Linked DNA regions of Gossypium hirsutum: regions 1 and 3 are each linked to region 2. The links are chromatin contacts, called in public Hi-C maps. All regions are on one chromosome and are shown on one strand. Each heading gives the region's core, a stretch centred on a gene start, on an enhancer-like site or on the middle of the called end of the contact. The rest is flanking DNA. Distances are from core to core; before and after follow the strand shown.

What was found. Hi-C and Micro-C count contacts between places; a contact is called where the count stands out from the background.
Region 1: a contact with region 2 is called in a Hi-C map of leaf, with 3 times the contacts expected there. The contact joins the promoter of LOC107951933 here to the promoter of LOC107951930 in region 2. A contact is called at or near these places in 11 of 34 Hi-C or Micro-C datasets (callus, hypocotyl, leaf and 1 more).
Region 3: a Hi-C map of leaf shows a contact between it and region 2, with 1.9 times the contacts expected there. The contact joins the promoter of LOC107951850 here to the promoter of LOC107951930 in region 2. A contact is called at or near these places in 6 of 34 Hi-C or Micro-C datasets (callus and leaf).

Annotation. Positions count from the first base shown.
Region 1 is chrA02:82,597,793-82,601,311 of Gossypium_hirsutum_v2.1, forward strand. LOC107951933 (serine/threonine protein phosphatase 2A 55 kDa regulatory subunit B beta isoform) reads left to right here and starts at 2,180. Exons shown (of 14, transcript XM_016887119.2): 1 at 2,180-2,688. The coding sequence starts at 2,577.
Region 2 is chrA02:82,330,103-82,333,698 of Gossypium_hirsutum_v2.1, forward strand. LOC107951930 (protein FLX-like 3) reads left to right here and starts at 1,982. Exons shown (of 7, transcript XM_016887114.2): 1 at 1,982-2,285; 2 at 2,414-2,489.
Region 3 is chrA02:81,932,395-81,935,939 of Gossypium_hirsutum_v2.1, forward strand. LOC107951850 (protein ROOT HAIR DEFECTIVE 3) reads left to right here and starts at 1,407. Exons shown (of 23, transcript XM_016887013.2): 1 at 1,407-1,537; 2 at 2,154-2,303; 3 at 2,756-2,779; 4 at 2,865-2,967. The coding sequence starts at 2,254.

The DNA of each region.
Region 1 (3,519 bases), core at 930-3,429, 270 kb after region 2:
TTTGTTTAGCACAACTTTTTTTTTCAGAAGTATTTTTAGAGCTAGAAATGCTTTTTTTAAGTACTACAGAACAAGCCCTTAGTTTAGGAATAAATTTTAAAAATGCATTTAAGAAAAAAAATTTTGGGAAGAAACTAAAATTTTTAACAATACTTTTATCTTAAAAATATTTCTTAAAAACAATACTAAATACATTACTTACCTAAAATAAAAAAATAATTCTAAATACACCCTAAAAAAGGAGTGCCTCCTCGCACAGGTAAAATAAAAAAGAAACCAAAATTGACGTGGTTAGTTGTGTTGAAAGCTTGTCAGATCCTTGCCTTTAGACATTGGTGCTTCAGATCACTAGCCTCCGAGTTTTCTTCATCTTGTAAAAGTCATTGGCTTTATTTTAGATCAATGTCTTATACGATATTTTAAATCCAATCTGCTTCATATTTCTTTTCATCGACGAAACGAAATGACTGTTCAAAAAAATAAAAATTCTATACTCATTTAACATTTAAATTTTAAATGTTAAAAATTTCAAGAAAATAAAATATAAAATTTCAAGAAATAATCAGTATTAGAAAATAAATATTTTATTTTGAAAAATATAAAAATTTCTATACTCATTTAACATTTAAATTTTAATATATGTAGTTTAATTTTGAAACATTAAATCCCTTTCTATATATTTTTATTTAAAAATTTTGATGCTTTTACGAACTTCCATCTAACTTTGCCTTTAGTTGTAGACATGACAATCATGAAAAATAAGGCAAAGATAACTTTTATAGCTTATAGTTTTTTTTTTTATCAATTTAACCCCTATTATTTAAAAATACATAATATTGTAAAACAAATGAATGATAAATATTTGTTTTTATATTTTCAATAAATATATTTTTTCTATAATATTAAAAATTACTGAATAATTAGAAACTCATTCAAAAATAAAAATTTTAAAATAAAAAGTTATGCCTTTCAATTCAGGCCACCTGTTGGTATTCATGTCACTGGTTACTAAATTTTAAGGATGTTAATGGTTTGTTGTTACTACCAATCCCTTTATGGTTGTTGATTAGCATAATATTCTTCTATTGTTATGTAAATGTCATATAATTTATGAGGTAGACAGAAACTAGTAATTACCATTGGTTTTTGCTTCTCCAAATGTAAAAGACCATAACATCATTCCATGGGTTATAGGTTAATGTAGTTTGCAAAGAGAATTATGTAGTATATAACCATATATGCCTTAACTCTTCTTTTTATTTAATCTTTTAGCAATCAAATGGGTGGCTATTGGAAGAGAAACCTCATTTGACAAAATTCAAAGGTAATAATTTTTTTATGGAAATTTATATAGTGTATTTGTGGGGATTGTATTAGCCTTAAGAATCAATTTAGTTATGTGATTTTTAATTGGGTTCACGAGTTGACTAGAGTAGTTTTATTTTCTGCTCATCTGCATATTTGAGATTCAGTTCCACATTTTACAAATGATGGATATTAGGATGGGCGTATGGGTGTAAGGGGAGGGCCTGGTGGTCTGGGTTAGTTTTATTGTCCATTTTTCGCTGGCTACTCTCTTGTGCTTTCTTTAATCAATGATATTGCCATTTACTTCAAATTATATATATTATAACTAAATTAAATGATTTTTTTTAATTTTAAATATTTTTTAATATTTCATAATTTTATAAAATATAATTTTTAATTGAAAATATGTAAAAAGATATTTCTTAATTTTTTTAGAATGTTTTATGTATTTTTAAAATTAAGGGCCAAATCGATAAACGAATATAAAATGTTTTAAGTACTATAAAAGTTTTTCAACAGCAAAATTGGATGGAAGGAGCAAGAATTTTAAATCAATGAAAATATCAAAAAAAATATCTCAAGGATTAAATTTTAAATTGTGAAAGAATAGAGGACTTTTGACAAATTTAAACCTTCAAAAGAATCAACTTAGCTCGATGAAACCGTATAATTAGAGAATAAACAATTCACAAGTCTCACTCACTGGACTCCTAAAATTTCACTTGTACTAATACCCGTCCTCCCTCGATCAAACGGCGCCTCTTTACTGAATCACTCAATCAAAACCCACAGTCAAAGTGGAAAACATGACAGTATGTAACGCTAGCATATACACAAAAAATATTAAATAGAGAAAAAGAAGCTTGCATTATTGAGAGAGAATTCTATTTTCCCTGCTCAGTCATTTCAGTCCTTTTAAGAAAAAAAAAATTCCTAAAAATCCAAAATTCTCCTTCGCAAAGAGAAAAAGATAGGAATATATATTTCTTCTCAGGAAGAGGGAGAAAATTTGGGTGTCTGTTGTTTGTTTTTCTTTGGGTTATTGTCAATGGTTGAATTATAGAAATCGAAACAAATATTTCAAATTTTACCCCTTTCGAGTTTAACAAGGAAGAGAGAACAAAAATAGCTAACTCAAGATGCGATCTTCAATTTGATTTTGGGAGTGTGGTTGAATCTAGGCCGTTTGGTTTTCAATTTTCGTGATTGATTATTAGACAGTGAAATTACAGGCAGAAAGGCAAACCCAAAAAAAGAAAGAGAGAGAAATGCACGGAGGCGATGAGGTGGTCGCAGCTCTGGCAGGACCGCCACAACCGTTGGATTGGAAATTCTCTCAGGTTTTTGGTGAAAGAACCGCTGGAGAAGAAGTTCAAGAAGGTAAATTATTATTGTTTCTGGATCCAATCGGTAATTTGTAGGTCTTTTTAGAACTAGGGTTTATTTTGGTGCTTTGGATCTATTTGGGATCATGGGATATTGAGTAATTATTGTTTAGGTTAATGGGTATGAGAAATTGTGACTTTTTTTTTTGTAAGGTTTTTGCTTTCTTTTGGTTCCAAATAATGCTTGGAATAATATCTGGGTATTTTGTTAGAAATAAGATAGTGTGGAAGTGAAGATGGTGAAGTTAGTGATGGTGCATGCACAAAAAGTTGTGCCTTCTTTGTGTGTTTCTGGTAATCGTTTTGATTTTAATAATTTATGTACTTTTCTTCTGGTTTTGGGGTTTTAGTGCATGGCAATTGATTAACAGTTTTGAGATTTGAATTGAAATTGGAATCTGGGTATTATCACTTTGTTAAGATGGAGATAGACAATGTTTCATGAGTTTATGGCACAAATCATAACTCATGGATGAATGACAGCATTGATGTGGCACGGGTATACCATTTATATGATGGGGGTTCAGATTCCTAGCTTTATTTGGTGGTGGTTTATTTCTAATATGAATCGGTTATGTTATGGTATGGTAAACTTCTTAGTAAGTGGGACAGTCAGAAAATGGGTTAGATTATGAGTTGATTGATGCAAGATTGTGTGCTGCTGCTAGGAAAGAAATAATTCTGTGATTGGTAGATATTTGGCTGTTTAGATACTACTTCAAATTTTTATTGATCAATTTAGTACTCAATACTGAAACTTGGCTTAACAATTTGAATTCAATCCTGTGTAAGTATAATGTGGGTAAACTTTGAAGCATGCTACTGA
Region 2 (3,596 bases), core at 732-3,231:
AAAATAATATTAAAATATTTTTTTGACTTAGATTTGTGGTCCTGAAACTACTATTTCGACTAGGATCTAAATCGGGCTGTTACGGCGCCTTAAAAGTCATATAATTTCATTATTAGGGTATTTTGTGGCTCATAACATGCTTTAAATATTTAGAAATATTCTCAGGGTTAGACATTTTTATTTTTTAGAGAAGAAAAGTGTTAGAGAAGGAGGGAAGCGCACCCAGATGGACGAGCCTTCTCTAACATTTTTCTTCTCTAAAAAATAAAAGTACTTGACCCCTCGAATTTTTCAATAGATTTAAAGTACATTTTGAATATATTCATCGAAGACGCTATCCTGCGATGCATCTTTGATCATGGGAATTTTCTCCTTTACAATCCCACCCTACCCCCACATTTATAAAATGAGTCTTTCACTCCATACTTCATTATCCCTCAAACATCTTCTCCTCCAACCTCTCTATCCATTCACTATACATCATTTCTCAATGTTAAAAATTTCATTCGTTGATAAAATTTGGATAGTTTGAGGTATTCTTGAGTCGTCGGTAATGTGATCCGAGATGAGACCATTACATCTGAAGCCTATCCTGGGGAAGTTAGGTTCTGGGGTGATTTTTCTTTGTACAATCAAGGATGGAAGTCTGTGTAGAGGTCTCAAGTGATGGTCATTATATGGTCATGGATTGGGGTATAACGGGTGAGTCGGTTGACCTTCGTTACGCGACCACGAGCTTAAAATTTTTGGATACCCGGAAATGTTGCGTTATAAATACAATATGGAAATTTGAGGGCATAATCATTAGGAAAAACTATGAGGCTTCCCGCTATAATCGGCGTAATTTTTTTCTCCATTTTTAGGCAGCCAGTACCTTTAACATTTTTTCTTTTCCGAAGGCCAACATCGTCATGGACCTAGGAGGACTTTCAAGTGGGGAGTGGCTGTTGTAGTGCAGTAAAGGTGATGCTCTTTTCGAGGTGACAACGATCGTTGTTATTAAACAAGCCATTAATAACTACAACCACTGTCGCATTGACCCGAGTTTGACATCTACTATGCTAGAACATCTATTTTTCGCCTAAGAACCCTTTTGTGTCCACCTCGGTGTCAGCCTTTGGATAAAAATGGAAGGTTAAAGATATCAACTGCTGGAAATAAAGAAAAAAATTATGTTGATTACATCAAAAATCACTCCATTTTCCCCTATGATTATGACTTCAATTTTACTATATAAGGCATCATTTGCAGGTATCTAAAAAGCTTGAATTTGTGACCGCATAATGACCATCAATTGGCCCCTGGTTATACTCGAGCTTGTTACTACATCATGGCCGCGGACTGAAACCTCCACCTAAACTTCGACCTATGATCTTATTAAGCACTGTCACCCCAAAATCTAATTTCCTCAAGATGAGTTTCTGAGGTAATGGTCCTAGTCCGCCATGACATATATAATGTATGTCTTCTAAGAAGCGTTATCACATCCTCAACCCCTCAAATCTACTTATAAACTTTTGCGATTTCACCATTGAACCCAAACCTTAAACCCTTAAAAATACCTAACCTCATAAACCTAACAAAATTTAAAAACCCTAACCTTGGGAGAGAGAATGGGAAAGCGCGTCTAGTTAGGCGACCTTTCTGTACATGTGGCAGGAAAACGCGTCTAGCTGGGTGAGCTTTCCCGCCAACTGTATAGAAAGCATGACTAGCTGGATGCACTTTCCTTTTCTTTCTAAAAAATGACCTATTTCTTTAAATTAAAGAAATGACCTAAAAAGACAAATAAAAAAATTGTCATATATAGTTAATTTAGCCTACTGGATTATTATTAATTAAATTCAAATTATATATTTTATTATTATTATATTTAAATAAATATATATATTTCATATGTAAGTGTGGGTTTGGATATGTATAACTTACTTTTTATTCCAGCCTGCAGTATTAGTATAATATACCTCTAAATTGTACGTAGTATAACCCACCTCTAAATGAAACTGATTGAATGAAGAGTTAGTGGCGGAAGCGGTCGGTTTAGTTCCGAACGTCCTATAATTTAATTTTAGTGCTATTGCATCCTTGGCCAACAATATTCAGCACACAGCTAAGCCTTCTCTTCGATCTTAAATCTTCAATTTTCATTCATCTACTCCCTATTTTTCCTCTTAACTTTTCTTAGAAGAACATCACCTGCAAAAAAAAAAAAAAATGCTTTTCTGATATTTCAACCAAGTCCCATCTCACAAACCCTAGTTTATCATTCATATCCTTGCCCGAAGGTTTGAATCAACGCCTATTTTTTTATTCTTTTTTAATTTGATTACTATTTCATGAATATTGAAAACCGAAACTTCAGCCTCAGATTCTCGGATAACTTTTTGCCTGATTACCTGGGTTTTTTTCGCAGGCAAAACAGTGTAAAAGAGGAGCACAAAAGTAGAAAATCTTCCTCAATCTAATCATTAGTAGCCGAATCTGCTCTGGTCAGCAGAGGAATTTAAACTTTTTAACTATTTGCTTTGGGAATTTCGGTTTTATTTGGTAATTTATGTGAATTTTTGGATTTGATTTTCCTTGTATTTTTTTTGGGTGCATGTGTATTTATGTTATATATTTTGATGCAAAAGTTGATAAAAGAGAAGCTAATATGGAATTGGAAATGGATGAATGCAAATTCCAAGTTGGTTTAAGTGGAATAAGGTTTTAAGTGTTTTTAATGTGCGTATTTGATGCAAAATTTAGGGTTTTCAGTGTTTTTTTGGAATGGATAGGCCCAATCAACAACAATGGCAGCTTGGTTGTTGAATGTCTGCTATATGTCACAGAACAGTGACATGTAGTTTGATACGATGTTAGGTAGTTGGAAGGAAAAAGAGAAGAGAAAGACCAGAAATAGGAAAGAATTTAGAGGAAGAAAAAGCTATTCTTCATTCATAATGAGCTCATTACATCACTGTCCTATATGAGCACACGTTAGATGATGTCGTATCTGAATTTCCAAATAGAAGGGAGCAAGGACAATGCGTCATTTGGCAAGTAACAGGTGGAGGACAATGTGTCATTTGGCAAGTAACAGCTGGACTAACTAATTATAATTTGCTACTTCAGACCTCGTAACAGTTGTATTCTCTTGTCGTTTTCTTCTATTTCTAGTTCTGTGTTTCCCAGCGCCCTTGGCAATTCTGTTGTCCTTTCTTCCTGTGTGCTCCACTCATTGCCCTGCTAGTAGTTGCAGCCATCAATTTTATCGCATCATTAGAGTTTGAACATGATGTTGAGTATGTTTTGTTATGGGAAATTAAGGTTGAATTAGGGGATCTGATGGTTCAGAAAAGGTTTGTAATTCACACTCTTAATTGAAACTTAGGGAAGTGGATAAAGTTCTGGACTTTGTTGCTTCTGTTTCCTGGTAGTATGTATGATTCATCTTAGTTCTGCTCAATGGTTTTATGCGTGATTCAGTTGAGCTGCATCTTTTATCATCTGGGTACTAATTATGGAAGATCTTTTTGATCCAGTTGCCACTTATGTGTGGCTACTGTCACATAATTTTACTAAGACTCTGATCAGCAGGTTCTGTATGAACTTTT
Region 3 (3,545 bases), core at 157-2,656, 400 kb before region 2:
AAATGTTTGTAAAAATAATAATAAAATGTTTGCACAATTAATTTTTCATCTCAAATTTATTTACTAGGGTACATTTGTTTTGTGAAATATTAGATTATGTTGTGTGATAATATTATGGAAATGTAAGATTATGGGTGGAATACGGGATTATATTATTTAGTTAATTTGGTTGGAATATAAAATTTGGATGTTTAGTTGAAGGAATGAAAGATTATATAGAAACACATTTTACTCAATTGATCTTGTTATAAAATTTATTTATTATAACAAGTTTAATTCCTTTAATATCTCAATTTTTATATAATTATTATAAATTATTACAATTCTTATTTTTTATTATAATTTGTGTACAAATAAGTAAATATGTAATTTTAAAATAAATTTTATGAATCAGAAAAGTTATCGCAACAACAACTATAAATATATTAATAACCATAATTAATAATATGTTTTTTTTTTCCTTACAAAATCAATCTCATTTTCACTTTATTTCTACTATTATTAAATAAGACCAACTCAATTAAACAACAAAATTTATTAAAAAAAATATTTATGTCTTTCAATAATTTTATTAATTCTTTAAAAAACTCACAATTGATGAGTGATTAAATTAAAAGATTTAATATTCTTTGGGTACCGAGTTTAAATTTTTTTTAATTGTCTTATATAAGGTTTAACCATACCCATTTTTTCATTTTAAATTTGGTTTCTGGTGGGTTCCATCTGGACCCATGCCGCTATGAAACATTGGGTTATTAGAGTGCGTGCGCAGTGACTGTTAAAGCAGCCGATCACACACTGCCCACTTTTTGCAAAAAAAGGGATGGGCGGCTGATGGGCACTGCTAGAATCGGTGATCGTGCAGCTGACCCCCCAACCAAACACAATTCCCTACCAAAACTTTTCCCTTTTGTCTTGGACAACTAATCAGATGCTTCCATCTTTGCACCTTGTTTGGAGGTGTATGGAGACTTATTTGAGGATGCATGCATTGAGTTCAATTTGTATTGATTTTTTTTTAATCTATTAAGAAATTAAGAAATTTTAAAATTTAATAAAAAAGGAAAAAAATTATTATCGAAGTGGGTCTAATTTTTTCTCTTTTACTTTTCAAATTTTACTACCTATCCCATTGCTAATTGAATTATGTTAAATTTAAATACATTATTACAATTGAGATTTAATTTTTCAAACCATACTTTTGAACATTAAAATTCTGCTACTCAAATTAATAGAAATGAAATAATAACATTAGAATCTAATTTTCAAATTATAAGTAGTTATCAAATTCTTGAAATTAAAAAAGAAAGGACTAAATTTGAGAAATCTAACAGGTTTAGGGACTAAAGATAAAATTAAACTTATTTACTTTGCGGTCTTTGATTACCCAGTCCAGCCCACTTTTAAAGAAAAGAAAAAAGCAGTAAACTCAAGACAAGTTTCAAAGCCTCTCTCTATTTTACTCCTCTTTCTCTGTCTTTCATTGACATCGATCTCCTCAGTTTCTGAGCTATCAATTTCAAACAAGATTCAATGGGTACGTTCTCGCATCGCATCGCATCGTCTCATCTTATTCTTTTCTTTTCCCATTTCTGTTTTGCCTTATTATTTTCTCTCTGTTTATAGCTGTTTTAAGTGATCCGTTTCTTCCTTTGTTTAGTTAAAATTTTTCTGTTTCTTGTTTAATTTCTATGATGTAACTGAACCAGAGCGTTTTAGCATCAGCGCCGCCTTAATAATTTTGTTCTTTTACTATTAGTTAATGAGCGATGCGATCTCTTTTATGTTAAAATTTATATTTAAACTTGGTTTTTAGGTTTTTTAAGAGTTTCTGTAAAGTATTGTAGTCTGAAGTTAATTTTTCTGTTTGGATCGGGTCTATAGATAGATTTTATGTATACTGCATGTTTGGTTGCTGAGGAAACTGAAGAAAACTAAAAAAGAAAAAGAGAAAATCCGATTTTGCTTATCAGCTCCGTAGATATTAAAGTTGCCAAATTTATCTGTCTGAATTACTGAATATACTAACTGTTTTTAGTTGAGATATTCTTAAATTTTCCTTGATCAATTGATATGGATATTTTAATCTTAACGTTGCTGATGGAACCTTCATTCTCTTTACTGAAACATAATACGGACATTTCGCTTCACAGCCACGACTGAGGAATGTCATTCAATTCAACTTATTGATGGAGATGGATTGTTCAATGATGTTGGAACTGACCGCCTTATCAAGGAAATTAAGCTTGCTGAATGTGGGTTGTCATATGCTGTGGTTGCTATCATGGGACCTCAGAGCAGCGGTATGCTTTGTTATCTTAATGACATCTTGCTTTATACTTGTCCTTTTCTTGGTCCTTAGGTGCCTATTCCTAGGTCATACTGAGCTGCTTATTTGTTCTCATTTTCTTTAATGATACTTAATTAGAAATACTTGGGTTGCATGTGAGAGTATGATAAACTTGGAGTTTGGTCACTGCAGCTTTGCACAAAGGCATATTTTTCATATTTCACTTTGATACGAACTTCTTCCATATGGTATTATTGGAAACTTCTGTATTTAGTTTTGTATATATCTTTCTTGCATAATTTTTTTTTTTAAATTCTAACACATGCCATGGAAGATTTTAGTTTTGGTGTTTTATCATGGTAGCTGTGTAAGTTCTGATTGTTCCATTTAAAGTTTTATTTTGTTTTCCATGATCTCAACAGGTAAAAGCACACTGTTAAATCATTTGTTTTGCACCAATTTCAGGGAAATGGATGCATTTAAGGGAAGGTAACTTACGTTTTTCTAATAAGTAGTAACACATTGGATTTGTTTCCATTGGCAGAAAGAACTAATGGAATGTGCTTTTTCTCAGGTCTCAAACCACTAAAGGTATTTGGATGGCAAAATGTGCTGGTATAGAGCCTTGCACTCTAGTAATGGATTTGGAGGGTACTGATGGAAGAGAACGAGGGGAGGTGCTGTTGCTAGCTTGCATTCTATCATTTCCATATGTTGTCCAAAAATTGAAACTACATTATTTTATATATCATCAACTACTTTTGCTTGCTTTGTTTTTTGCCTTCACTTTACCTTGTTAATATAAGATCCTTTTTGCTTGTTTTTGCAAAGCATAGGATTCACGATATCCCTCCTTCCATGCCTCCAAAGGAAAAGGAAAATAAGAATATTTATGGATACACATTTTGATTTATTAATCAAGTAGTTATTTCTCTAAGTGCCTGCTTAGGCTTCCCTTCATTACTTTTCAGTATGCTTATCAACACCTTTTACTTGTGTAAGACTCGCCCATGAATCGAGAAATTAATACTTATTAATGGTGATTAAAGTGGTATGGAGGGAGCCTCACCCATCTAGAAAATGGTTGTAATATTGAAATATTTTTTTATGGTGATTGAAGTTTTCAATTCTGGATTTTATGTTTTTCTTTAATAAAAATTCTACCATAGGTGATATTTATTTAATCGCATAATTTTCCGGGACATAATCGTAGATTAGGGAAAGCTCAAGAAATCAGAATGATCATGATTAAAGA